Linked DNA regions of Mus musculus: region 2 is linked to region 1. Evidence: chromatin contacts called from public HiCAR-type data. All regions are on one chromosome and are shown on one strand. The core of a region is the stretch at or near the end of the contact, and the rest is flanking DNA. Distances in the headings are between cores, read along the strand shown. Region 1 overlaps Gm33489 (a long non-coding RNA gene). Region 2 has its middle 19 kb from the start of Jarid2.

The links. HiCAR-type assays count read pairs that join an accessible place to other places.
Region 2: a contact with region 1 is called in a HiCAR-type map of embryonic stem cells, with 8 times the contacts expected there. The contact joins two enhancer-like sites. A contact is called at or near these places in 2 of 39 promoter capture datasets (cranial neural crest and liver), 1 of 484 Hi-C or Micro-C datasets (embryonic stem cells) and 9 of 115 datasets of contacts at active chromatin or transcription factors (bone marrow-derived macrophages, embryonic basal ganglia, embryonic forebrain and 4 more).

The regions. Positions count from the first base shown.
Region 1 is chr13:44,016,893-44,021,118 of GRCm38.p6, reverse strand. Gm33489 (a long non-coding RNA gene) reads left to right here. Exons shown (of 4, transcript XR_382281.3): 2 at 2,546-2,718. Among named protein-coding and RNA genes, the nearest start is that of Gm33489, 26 kb to the left of the region's middle. Within about 2 kb of position 2,133, at least 46 of the 459 cell types and tissues checked have an H3K27ac peak or open chromatin away from gene starts, as enhancers often do. A contact at or near this core is called in embryonic stem cells, where this site is marked.
Region 2 is chr13:44,709,874-44,714,099 of GRCm38.p6, reverse strand. No RefSeq gene overlaps it. Among named protein-coding and RNA genes, the nearest start is that of Jarid2, 19 kb to the left of the region's middle. Within about 2 kb of position 2,044, at least 18 of the 459 cell types and tissues checked have an H3K27ac peak or open chromatin away from gene starts, as enhancers often do. A contact at or near this core is called in embryonic stem cells, where this site is marked.

The DNA of each region.
Region 1 (4,226 bases), core at 884-3,383:
TACCGGTGATTTCCGACTCAAACCGAGGATGCAGTAGTTAACTAAACATCACAACAGCTCCGAGATGTCGCTGGATTGCTAACTGCAGGTATCCAACATTAAGGGGAAGTCCCTAACAAATACTGGGAGGTGGCTCTGAGCCCAGCCCCTTACAAGGTGCTTTACATAAATTCAATCACAGCTAGCATTTAGCTTCAATCGGCAAGGCCACCAAGGCCAATTTAAATGGCTCTCAAGTCTCCTTTATCCCTAGGGTGGTAGAGGGAGGCATTTGGTGGGAAAATAAAAAACCCCTTTATATTCTCTAACCTCAGAGACCACCCACCCCAGCAGTGAGTGCTTTGTGACAAAGAAAGCCATCGAATTAACAAGGCATGAATTTGATGAAATAAATGATTCATACATAGCAAAAAACAGATATAGATGAAGTCATCTTGTAAACTCTTAGGATGTCGGTAGTTTTTAGCAGAGACAACGTTGTGGCTTGCAGGCATTAGTTAGTTAAAGCCACAACAGAAGAAGAGAAGTAACTTTTATAAGAAATTAAGTTTTAGGACCCTACCTGAAATTCAGGCAGCATTCTCATGATTAAAGTCAGAAATAAGTATTTCTCGGTCTATTCCTTGGTGAAATGTAACCCAAAAGTCATATTATATGTTTAGAAATATAGGTAAGTAAGTAATTAGTTCCAGCATTTTGTAGCACAGAAGAGTGGCTGTAGCTATGGCAGTGTGTATTTCAAAGTATGCAGAAGAGCCCAAAGGTTACAAACACATAACACATGAAAAATAAACATTCAAGTGTTATTGTGGCAATAAAAGTCCATTAAGGAAAACTTTTTCTGGTCAGGAGACTTTAATCTCTGGCCTTGGTGGAGACCTAACATTCCATCCAGGGTCATACCCATCACTTGGCCAAGGAACCACCGAGGAGCAGATTCACCTTCAGCCACGCTAAAAAGAGAGGTAAAATAACTAGCCCTTTAATGAGATAGCATAGTTTTCCTTCCCATATTCCCAACCTCTAGTGCAATGGCTCAGGGGACATAGGCATGCAGTTTTACAAGTCTGCCTGCTTCTCAGAAAAGGACCCCCATCACACCCCAAGTGTAAGATCCATAAAAGCAGGGTGACACCGCAGTTCGTGTCCCTCAGGGCCCCTCCCCCTTGTGGAAGTTCATTTCTCATAGTTTGTTCAGGAATCTACTCACTACTACTCTTTCCCATGCGCTTTGGAAGCCACGGGTGAGACTGGTGACTCTCATCCAGCACTTTATACCCCCAAATCAAGCTCACCACATGAGGAGAAAGGCTTTGCCACCCTCACAAACTCCTATCAGAGGGATGAGCCCAGTCCCTGTGTTTCTTTGTGCCCCTCTGCAAAGATAATGCCAAACATAGCATAGGTTGTTGACTGAGGCATGAAAGCCACTCTGTCTCAACTGGGAAAAATCCAATTTAGAGTAGGAACACATCCACAGGCACACACACACACACACACACACACACAAACACACAGGCACAGGGAGAGAGAGAGAGAGAGAGAGAGAGAGAGAGAGAGAGAGAGAGGGAGGGAGAGGGAGAGAGAGGCACAAACTCACACAGGCACATGGACACACAAATACACACAGACACACTCAGACACATATACACAAAGATATACTCACACAGACATATATACACAGGCACATGCACAGATACACATGGACACACTCAGACACACACACACACACAGATACACACAGACACATAAGACACATACACACACACACACACACAGGCACACACACATCTAGACACACAGGCACACACACACACCACTGTAGCCCTTACTCAAGAGCAGCTAGATGAAGTGAGCACAGCATACTTTCTTTTTCAGATTCCCAGACAGAATTCTTTGCTATCTCTGGTCTGAACCCTTCAAAACCAGGAAAACTATCCACTTCCACTGAGAACTCTTGGGCATTTGAAGCAGAGGGGAGGGCCCACTTTTCCAGCCATCTTTATCCAGGGACAGCAGAAGCAGGCAGGGAAGGGAACCATAACCTCACCAGAATTTCAGCACTCACTGCCTTGCATTGGAGAGAACTTGCAGGCTAGGAACTGCTGGTGGCTCATTACCATGACAAAGGTTGTTACAACTGGACAGGAAGCTGAACAAAAGACACCCAGCACTCTATTTGCAAGTCCTGGGATTGTGTTTGTAATCTCTTTCTGCAGGAGAAAGAGACGACCAGTAAAAGGCTAAAACACAATAGGAAGCTGGAATCCACAAGGCTGAGACACCGAGGACACACATACATACACACACACACACACACACACTGTGTATATATATCTTTTTCTCTATGTGTACACAGTCCATAGAGTAATCATTGTCATGGGGAAGGGTTTAACATTCTTGACCTACTCGGAAACTTCTTAAAAATACACAAAACATGCTTAGAATGCCAATGGTGAGGGGGAATGTAAGGCGGGGGTGGGGTGGGGAATGGATAGTGTGTTTTCACTGAACAGAGCAAACCTCTTTAATTTGTACACTGCAGAGTCTGCACGTAAAGCTAACACCCGGACCTGCTAATTCAGGCTCCACGTGCGTGATTAATAATGCAGAAGAAGAAAGCTTGAGAGTTACTGTGCTGCGTGGGTTCTGGGAGGCAGCAATCATTGCCCGTCACTGACGATGTGGGCTAACAAGTTCCAGAAATGGTCCAAACAGGTTAGTCTGCTGGTCTCTGGGGTCCTCCCTCCCCCGTGGCAGCTGAACTCTGCAATTTTTGATTCCCCCATCTCTTATCCCCTTTTGTTATCTATGGCGCTGGTGTTCTATAGCTGGGATGGATGTGTAACATGGGCTATTCAAGAAGACTCCATTGCCCATTGCTTTTTTCAGCCAGAGGTGGAAAATGAAGCCCAGTCTATTCCATTGTCCCTCTGCAAACCAGGCTCTTAATTGGCATGCTGGTGTCAGTATTTAAAGAGGGTCCCCATGGAAGCTTCGATGAGAGGCCATCATGGGGGCAGAAGGGACTTCACCTCTGGTGTAATCTTGCATGGGAATTTTCTGTTCTATTGCTGTTTCTGGCTTGCAGAAAACATTTGCTGCTGTTAGTGAGGGGACAGGTAAAGCTGCCTCTGGATTATCAGGTTTAGAGCATGTGTCCTCCCCCCCCCCCCCGCAACCTCCTCGGCCCCCCTAACCTCCTTCCCATCCTACTTCTTCTGGTTTCCATCTTGCTAAGTGCCACGATGTCAGCTTGTTGATCGCATTTATGCTCCCCTTCCTGTGAACACCGGAGAGAGAAGTGGCCGTCTCATCCTCAAGCCATCCGAAGTAGCAACTGTTTATTGAGCAACTCAGTGTTAACAATGAAGTAGTTCGATGCAGCAAACATTGATCGAGCCTCTGACCATAGCTATCGAGGATCCAGAGTCATTAACAGTGATCACTCTGTGACTTTTGTGATGAAGAAATCATAGCCACCCTTGTAGTTAGCACAGTGGTATGTAGTTTAGCCTACTGGTGGTGTCCAGAAAGTCTGGTACAGATGAGTGTCTAATACATGAGACCAGAATATCCCTCCTTGAAATATGGTTGGTCCTCCATATACATTATATCCTGGGTCTCAGCCAATCTTGCAAATATTGTGGGGAAGGAAGAGGGGATTGAATCTGCACTGATTATAAGCAGAGGATTTTTTTCTACGTAATTATTACCTAAAAATAATATGGTATCTATTTACATATTATCTACATCATGTTAGGTACTTATAATCATCTACTGATTAAGATCTGCAGCACATACATTGGTTATATGTAAATACTATGCTATTGTCAATGCTTCTTTAAAAAACAAAATACAGCTTTCAACTCAGACAGTATAAATAGTTTCTTTTGGAGCCAAATATGAGCGACCATAGCCAGGGAACACACATGCCTAAATGCCAACAAGGTAACAGCTCCGTGAAGTTTTTCTAGTGACAACAAAGTCACAAGTCAACACAGTGTTGAAATATTTTGGTGGCAACATCAGGTAGAGAGAGTTTCAACAAAATGAGAAAATGATGCTACAGGTCTCAGAGGTTACCTGATATGCTTAGCTTTGGGGTTGTGGAGGCTTTGAGAGTTGTTCATCCCTTCAAAAAGGATTTACCCACTAGTCAGAAGGTTGTGTGTGCAGAGGTGACAATATGTGGCTATTGAGAGGGCTAACGACAGACCACGAGA
Region 2 (4,226 bases), core at 795-3,294, 690 kb before region 1:
AGTGGGGTATTCCTGTGACAACCTGACCATGTTTTGGGGAGGACTGTGGAAGGACTTTGGAACTTTGGGCTTGAAGATCCATCCGTTGTTAAGAGCTCTGTCGGATGTTGTGTAGGAGCTTGGAAGATAATGTTGAGAACACTGCAGAAGATGGAGGTCTGGTTTGTGAAATTTCAGAGGGAAAATTAAAGACTCTTTTCAGGGCCATTGCTGTTTTGAATGTGAAGATTCTGTAGTTCTGGTTAGCTGGGGCTGAAGAATCAGCTGTGATTAACAAGATACCAGAACTACCAAAGCAAAAACTTTGCATTACTGGGACTATTGATGCTGGTTAGCTGGAGCTAAGAAATTAGCGGTGATTAAGAAGAGACCAGCATCATTGAGGTGACATCTTCTGGGAAGTGTTTTCTGAGAGCACAGTGGCTGTGTTCCAGATATAGCCAAAGTTGTACCTTGTGCTGTGGCTGGACTTGGTAATGTGTAAGGGTCACCCAGGTGGTACTGGTTTTGAAGGCATGAAGGAGTTGAGCAGAGCAGCTGAGGCTTGGCACTGTGAGAGGCCATGGAAGGCCATTGGTGAAAGTCCAGCCTCAGTTGCAATTGATGGCCCAGGACTGAAGGGGTCATGCAGTGTTTTGGAGATGCCAGTACCATGAGATGACCACCAAGAGCAGCAGCAGCAGTGGAGTACAGGCATCTGGAGCCTAGAGGATGAAGCGTGTGCTACAAAGGGCCTGGCTGGAGAAGTGACCCAAGCCCTTGGAGGAGCCCAGAAGATTGTAAGTTGGATCCCAGACATTGGACGGTTGGAGATTGACTTTTGCTTTTGATTGTGGCTGTGCCCTGATATTTTCCCTCTTGAAGGAAGAAACTGTTTTAGTGGAGCCCACGGTTAAGAGACTTTTAATTGTAAAAAGACTTTGGATTTTAAAAGAGATGGATATTTTAAAGAGATTGAAATTTTAAGAATATGTAAAGACTGTGGGACTTTTAAAGTTATTTAGATCTTGGGGATGAATAAGAATGTAAGGGTTGAGGCTTACTAGTGATGTGTTTGTGTGTCAAGTTGACAAGGGGTCAATTGTACTGGCTAGTTTTGTGTCAACTTGACACAGCTGGGGTTATCACAGAGAAAGGAGCTTCAGTTGAGGAAATGCCTCCATGAGATCCAACTCTAAGGCATTTTCTCAATTAGTGATCAAGGGGGAAAGGCCCCTTGTGGGTGGGACCATCTCTGGGCTGGTAGTCTTGGGTTCTATAAGAGAGCAGGCTGAGCAAGCCAGGGGAGGCAAGCCAGTAAAGAACATCCCTCCATGGCCTCTGCATCAGCTCCTGCTCCCTGACCTGCTTGAGTTCCAGTCCTGACTTCCTTTGGTGATGAACAGCAGCATGGAAGTGTAAGCCGAATAAACCCTTTCCTCCCCAACTTGCTTCTTGGTCATGATGTTTGTGCAGGAATAGAAACCCTGACTAAGACAACAGAACACTGCAGCAGTCAACCTGAAACAGAAAGACACGCACCCAGACAAGGGACTCTCAACAGAGTGCTTGTTTGTCCTCATCTGTGCACTTTAAACTCAACCTTCCAAATGATTGTTTGTTTATTTATTTATTTATTTATTTATCTGTCTATCTGGGCAGGGCCTCCCTATGTTGCCACCCACTGCCTTAGTCTCTGCAGTCGCTGGGCTTATGAGTATGAACACCTAGGTCTGGCTAGAAACGCTGGTGTGTAGGCACTGTAACCCCGCCAGGGGATGAACCTTGCAAAGCTTGAGGCCACTTCAGCTAGAAGCTACTTTTTACATTCATTTTCCCCTCCCTCCTTGGTTTTTTTCAAAGGGGTCTTATTTGCAGCCCAGGCTGACTTGGGTAAGAGGTGTGAGCCATCAAGGGATTAGCTTCTCATTTCCTCCCTCCCACCCCTTCCCCATCTCCCACCCACACTCTTTCCTCCTTCCCTCTGTCCTCCCCTCCCCTTCCCTCTCTTCCTTTCCTGAGTCTCTTCTAACCCTTGGCAGCCTCTAACTAGCTACTTGGGATGGGGGGAGGGGCATGCTAATGACCTAGCAATCCTGATTCCCTTAACCCCACCTTCTGAGCACTAGGGTCATATACTAGGATCACCACAACGGCAACCCCTTTCCAGATTCATCTCCCCAAACTCCCTATTTACATGTTTATATAGACAGTCCCTCACAGCTATAGCTTATGTCTGTGTTGTGGTACCAAGCGAACTTACCATAGGGATTCAACAATGGGGGCCAACTCGGGCTCTGCCATAAGTTTGTATCTCCAGGGTACGTCTCAGTGTTTCTCAGTGTGTAAAATACGTATATTGCTCGCTGTCCCTGGATTTTTACATTTTTCCATGATTCTTTTTAAGATATAAGGGCCAAGCTGGGCATAGCAATGTCTGGCTTTAATCCCAGGACTCAGCTGGCAGAGGTAGGCAGATCTCTGTCAGTTGGAGGACCACTGATTTGCCAGAACCTGTGTCAAAAACAATAGGCAGGATGAAAAGAGAGAGAGAGAGGAAAAAGGAGAGAGAGAGAAAGAGAAAAGAAATGACCCTTGTTTTTGTTTTTATAGTGGAGTTAGAACAACAACAAAACTTAAAAGATGTAAATATTAACATACATGGTATAGGATCACATACGAATAAATGGCTACGGTTTGATTACAAAAATACCATCAGACTCAGATAGGGAATCCAGTGGGTTGAAGACTTCCTGGAAGGGGCTGGGAGGCTGTCTTTGGTCTCAGCTTTCAAATAAAAGAGGGGTTTATGCCCAGAACACTGGGGAAACCGGAAGTGTAGCAAAACCAAGTAGACAGGTGGCCTGCATCAAGGTGTGTGCATATTCAAGGAATCTTAGCAGCGCATCAGTTAGATTGCAAAGCTGTGCAGAAGGACTGAGTGCTGGGGAGGGGCAGTCTGGAGGAAATCTGAATGTCTGTACTCCAGCAGTTTTTCTTCTTCTATGGGCACTTTATTTTAGGAGCAAAACGGTAGCTGCAAAGAAGGCTTGGTTGAAAGCCTAGAGGAAGAGGAGGTTAAACAGGAAAACCAGAAAAGGAATTCCTAGGTGGGGTCCAGTGGTAAAGTCCTGGATTTAAAGCAATGGTCTGGGCCTCTTACCCAGCACTGGAAAGCGCGCATGTGCGTGAGCGTGTGCGTGTGTGTGTGTGTGTGTGTGTGTGTGTGTGTGTGTGTGTGTGTGTGTGTTTGCGCATGTGCACACTTCCTGGTTCAAATCTATAAACCCAGCACTCGGGAAGACTAAGCTGGCTAACAGCGGAAGTTTGGAAACAGCTGGATCATTTGTATAGGGAGTTGTAGGCTAGCTTGGGCTACAGGGCAAAATCCTATCTCAATAAAAGAAAAATACTGGGAGAGCCGGTGAGACAGCTAAGTGGAACCCAGGCCTGACAACCTGAATTCAATCCCTACATGGATACTACATGGTAGAAGGAAAAGCCCAACTCCCTGTGACCCACAGGTGCCAGGGCAATTGTACTCAGCCTCACGGACGGGCAGACCGACAAGAGACAATGAGTAAATAAATGTAAGAGTAATGAAAAGCTGGAAATGGTGTTAAACACCTCAGCTCTTAGGAGGATCGTTATAAATTTACAGACAACCTAAGGGCTACATAATGACTTACAGAACAACTCGGCCTACTGTCTCAAAACAACAGCAACACAGATAAATGGGTGCTGGGGTGGGGGTGGGTGGTGGGAGTGGAGGAGTGGCTCACATTGATAATCCTAGCACAGGGAAGGCAGAGATAGGCAGGTCTCTGTGAGTCTGAGGCCAGCCTGTTCTACATAGTGAGTTCCAGGCCAGCTGGGGCTATACAATGAGACCCTGTCTTTAAAAAAAAAAAAAAAATCAAAAGGTGCTTTAGCCGGGAGTGTGGCTCAAAGGCAAAGTGACGCCTTCCCAGTATACATGAGGCTCAAGAGAAGCCCTGGTTCAATTCCCGGGACCACCAAACATCATGTTCACAAAAAAGTTAAAAAGAAAAGTAAAAGGTGTAATGAGAGTGATACAGCTAGCCCAGCTTTTTTTGGAAAAGCTGCCTGACAGCAAGGTGGGGCGGGCTTTTTGTTATCCTTGGGGTGTGTTGCCTGTGGTATGGTCCCAGCTCCTTGGCAAGAGTGATCTTCTTGCCTTAACCTCTCAAGGAGCAGGACTATACATATAGGTTTGTGCCACCTGC